2 separate regions of the Danio rerio genome follow, and region 1 is linked to region 2. A link is a contact called in public Hi-C data. All regions are on one chromosome and are shown on one strand. The core of a region is the stretch at or near the end of the contact, and the rest is flanking DNA. Distances in the headings are between cores, read along the strand shown.

What was found. A called contact is a pair of places that touch in the nucleus more often than the background predicts.
Region 1: a contact with region 2 is called in a Hi-C map of hematopoietic stem cells, with 4 times the contacts expected there. The contact joins the promoter of si:ch211-1e14.1 here to the promoter of nup205 in region 2. A contact is called at or near these places in 3 of 18 Hi-C or Micro-C datasets (caudal fin, hematopoietic stem cells and an unstated tissue).

What each region holds. Positions count from the first base shown.
Region 1 is chr18:13,814,505-13,817,217 of GRCz12tu, forward strand. si:ch211-1e14.1 reads right to left here and starts at 1,405. Exons shown (of 21, transcript XM_073929903.1): 1 at 1,218-1,405.
Region 2 is chr18:13,629,158-13,631,857 of GRCz12tu, forward strand. nup205 (nucleoporin 205) reads right to left here and starts at 1,287. Exons shown (of 41, transcript NM_001313687.1): 1 at 1,242-1,287. The coding sequence starts at 1,269.

The DNA of each region.
Region 1 (2,713 bases), core at 155-2,654, 190 kb after region 2:
TTCGTTTCAAAGAACGAGGCGCAATTACGTCATCGAGTTGTCTGTCACTCATTCCATCGTGACAAACATTTCTTATATAGGCACTCACAGGTGTTCATTACATTTTTGTGAATAAGTTTTACAAATTAAGGATATCTGATGTAAATTACGAGCAGTTTGTGTTGCATTAATGTTTTTATGCGAGTCTGAGTCATACAAACAATGAGTTCGAGAGTAACGGTCGGTTAAGTTTTCTTACGGGGGGAAATATGTGAGGTAAGATAAATAACAGTAAAGTGTTCACTTTTAACAAAATACAAAATTGAATTGAATCTGATAACATACACAAACAGGTAAAAGACTGACAGAATCCAGTGGTATAAACTACAATGTTTCTGACAAATACTTGCAGCTTTGAATCAAATTAGAGATACAAGATAAATTCACAACTTACATTAACATTCAATCTGATTAAATCAGTTTTTTTCGATGTGACTTAATCTAAATTTTCTGTTTTTAACAATTTTTCACATTTTACCACAAGTGTCTTTCCAAACATAATTCACTTACAGGGAAAGACGATTCTCGTTTCAATGACTCGAATGAATCATTTAGAATGGTTCCTTAAAAGATCCAGTTCAAAATAACGATTCATTGACGACTCGGACATCTCTACTGTGAAATATCACACGATCCGAGTCTCCCACAACAAGATCCAAACATTGTTTGCATAATGTGCTGATTTCAAACGGCAAAACTTACATGCTAACACCAACTGCATATTTTAGAATCAACTTAAAGGGTTTGTGAACACACTAGTGAGCGTTAAACCCCGGTAAAATGAGGGTTGCACGAGGATTATCGGGATTTCCCGTAACTGTTCCTGATGGTTATGAGATAAATAGTTGCTAGCCATACGATTTCACGAGGTTTTTATACGTTATTTGGTTAGCTGATAAAAATGAAAGGACGTACCTTAATATATCCGAAATGGTGCTGTATGGTAACGTTGTATATGTAACAAAGTCTTTTAGACTTTTAACGTTAACGTTATTGATTGTAATCAGCCACCGTCTACATAACGTTATATGTGGTTAATTGATATGGATTTCACTCATATTAACTCGTAGTTACAAACACATACGTGTAAGTTACTTTATCTTGCGGCCGAGTGTGGTTAAATTGAAAAAAAGATAGACTTTTAGCACATGCATTGGCTTGCAAAAGCAATTCCTTACCTTCAAAGCAGACAGTTACAGCGGTGTGAAGTCGATAGCGTTCAAATCCAGGTTTACATAATAATTAAATCTTCTGCTTTCCATGATTGCACGGCACAACGGGTGCTTTCTTTTTCAATAATGTCTGGATCCTGTCTGAGCATCACTCACTTTCTCAGATGCAACCAGTCTGTGCTCGGGATTGCACTAAATCCTCCCCTGACAGCAGGACTCGGAGTCTCTCGTATGGGCTGTACGGTCATTGGCTCCCCGCGCTGTCCTTCAGTAATCCGGGTTAGGTTGACACCTCCGCCGGCGTCTGTGGTGTCACGGCAACGCAGTTTGTTACCGGATCGTGTGTGGCTGCGTGTTGTTTTCCCCTGTGCTTGGTTAAAAATAGGCTGGGAAGTTTCCAGACTCTATATTTTTCCAAAGTGCGGAGATTTAGATGGTTACAAAATGATTTGATAGAAGTATTCAGTTGAGTTTGGTTATGTTGCAGCGACCTCTAGTGACTATCGAGGGCAACAACAGCAACAACAACTGGGCTCATGAAAAATGCATTTCATTTTTATTACAAAACATTTCTCAATATGCAGGGTCGAAAGACCCACCCCCACTGATACAGTCCAGAATTTGGCCTTTACATGGGCTGGTTTATCCTAATTTTGACTGCTATGCCATCACAAATTGTAAAAATTACAGATAGAAGAAGGCTTTAAGACAAATTTAATGTTTAATGATTCAAGTGGTCAAATTCTGAAAAAGGAAAGTTGAATGAAATGGGCAGGTTTTTAATTGCCTATAGGCTACACTTTTTAGTTTAAAACAAGTTTTACTAGATTCCTTTTTTTTTTCTTAAATGATGTATGATAATAAATTTGTATTTAAAAAGAAGTATTTTTTTTAGGGATGCTCCGATCAGGATTTTTGCAGCCGATAGCAAGTAACGATTTTTTGACTTGGTGATCAGCCGATACCGAGTACCGATTCTAATGCTTCAATCTTATAACTATAAAGCTTATAATTAATAATATAACACAAAAAAAGAGTAAGAAAAATTACAAACAACGTAATTTGGAAACATTGTAAATAATGAAGGAATAATTTCTCTAATAAGAAAACATTTTGAGCGCAGATTTGATGCAAAACTGCACACCTATAAATCCACTGCTTTTTTACTAAAAGGAAATAGGCTTATAAACTACTGTTCACTGCAATAATTATATTACGAGAAGTTATATTATTAACTATTTAACCCCCTGTGATCGGTATGATTGGAGAGTACCGATCGAGTCATTAAATGTGATTATCGGCTAATACCGATCTTTGGCCGATCGATCGGAGCATCCTTCTTTTTTTCATATTTCTTTATTATTATTTTTAAATGTAAAATGCTAACCTCATAACATTGTATCTAAAACTGTAATAATTTACAGTTTAAATGCAAATCTGTAAATAAATACTTTGTGATAAAATAGTATGGTAAGCGCATATTTCTACTACATCAAAAAGTG
Region 2 (2,700 bases), core at 37-2,536:
TTAATTAACACAGAAGCTACAATACAGTTTATTAAGCTGAAGTTTGACTACAAAATTGAATTGCATATCAAATTGAAATCGCAATATCTGTCAGAAATAAAAAAATACAAATCGCAATTAGATATTTTCCCCAAATCGCACAGCCCTACTTCAGGCTAGTACTTTTGTCAATTTCACAAACTATCATGACCTATAAAGGTAAAAAAAAAAAAAAAAAAAAACTCAAGCTGTCAAATGTGCTTTTTTAAAGACAAAACAAAAAACTAAATGTTATAAGTATCTCAAAAGCAGAGCAACCAGTTGCCTCGACTTATAGGTAGAACTTACACAGTAGAATTGCAGAAGGTAAACAAAGACACATTATAAAACACAGACATTAACTTTCATTTCACTGACAATCATTAACAACATTCCTAAGGTACAAAACAAGGAAACAAATACATGAAAAATGTAAAATGGAAGACAAAATATTTAAATTGAGGTAAAGTTAAAGGTATATTCACACATTCAGATTTCTCCTCAATAATATAGTTTCGAGAAAGTATTTTTTGCAGATTATAAACATGAAATCATATTAGCAGTCATTGACTATCAAAGTACACCACATTTCACAGTCAAATAAATAGTGTTAATGTTGTTTAAAGTCAAACCTACATGTGATTTCAGACCCAATATTCAAAGTAACCACGTTAAAAACAATATAGGAAGCATGTCACAAGTTGCCACTGAACGAATATGTGCGCATATAAAATCAACTTGACCTCAATAATATGTAAACCACTAAACAACAGTATAAACATAACTCGTATATAGACATTAAAGTATCTTTAGACTTAAACCTAGACTTATCTTGTCCATGTATCATTTTTATTAGACGTAAAGGGCATATTCACGAGGCAATTTAACAGACATTGATGTTAGGAGACATTGATGTTTTAAATAACGTCAACTTATTTATTCTGGTCGCACAAAAGAACAAGTTTTACAAAGACTTTTACTTTAATAATACCTCGTTTAAGAAGAGCCCAGATAATAGTAAGCAATGTAACGTTAGTTGCGCATTTAGTTACACACTCTAAGCCTATTTTCTGGTGAAGGTAGCGATAAAGTGAATGGCTGACGAAGTACTTGTACTTTAAATGTATTAAAATACTTTGGTTTAACGTGCTAACACAAAAGTCAATGTTATATATCGTATAAAACATTAAATATGTAAGAATACGAAATGTATACATTAATACCTGAATTTACCGCCATCTGCGTCGCCATGTCTGAAGCGTGAGTGGGCTGCCCTGAATTCTGCCGGTGTGAAAACATAACTTTCGGTTTCTTTTGTGAAGAGATTTTATTTATTTACATTCGTATGCTCTTATTTATTGCCTTATTGCTTATTTATTTGTTTATTTTTATTTTTGACAACATTGGTTTGTTGTGTTTTTGCCATAAATACCACATGAGCGTAGGACCTATAGAAATAGAAGTTGGTAGAATCAGCATGCAGGTTGGTTCTTTGCTACAATAGCAAGCGGATACTGACACTACGAAAGTTGCTACTAATTTTACATATTCAGGGTGAATAATGTTTTATGTTTTATTTGTATAGATAGTTTTCTCAAATAAATTGATCGTCCTGACAGCTATTTACACATAAATCATTTGCTCAACGTAGGCAGCATTGTCACGTGGTGCATGTTATATTTCTCACCGTATTTAAGATCATACAAATCATAGTCATCTGTGATTACAGCGCCTTGCCATTTCAATAAATACGTTCATAAGGAAAATTGCTTTAAAATTTGCATTTGTTTAACGAATGTCGGTTTGGGTAAGCATTACAAACAAAAGGTTATATTATTAGCCAGCGTGTATCTTTGATTAGACAAAAAAACGCCCTTAGAACTTCACACGACTCAATGGACGGACCCGTTTTTGAGCCACCAAGCGAAATAGTTGACATTAAGTGAAATTGAGCGACTGATGCCTCACATACTGCCTGAAAATTATTAATATCCCATTTTTCTAGCACCAGAGGGTGGTACTGTCCTACAAACCCACCAACAAAGATCGAAATCAGGAATAATAATAAACACAATATCTCTTTTACAGAACTTCAAATGAGACTCTCAGTCAATTTTGCGAGGCAAAAACATACTGAACTTTTACTATAATAAAACCATGGGATATCAATTTTACTTTACTTTTTTTATTTTCTTACTAGACGCATAGATTGTTTTGCCCTTTATCGTAAGTATTTCAGCTTCAAGACATACTATTTTAAATACTAATTTCCTGGCCAATGGAACCAGAAAAAAAACGCAATGGTACTTTCCAAAGATAACACAAGTATCTACCTAAAAAGTAAGCGAGGGTTATGACATAATGATGAATTAATTTCCAATCAGATATCAGTATTATTTGGTATTTGGAGCATACAAATAATTTATTTTTTAAATTAAATCAAAATCATAAATACTTAAGTTCAATTATTTGGTTAAATCTAAAACAGCACAATTTATGTTTAAAGCTAGGAATAAACTACTTCCTAATTGCATAAAAAAGTTTTTTGAAGAAAGACAAGGGGGGAAATAATCTAAGAGAAAAACTAAATTTTAGTAGTTTGAAAACAAGGACAACTTGAAAAAGTTTGTGTAAGTCTGTCCGTGGTGTAATATGGAACAGTCTAGATCAGACTCTCAAACA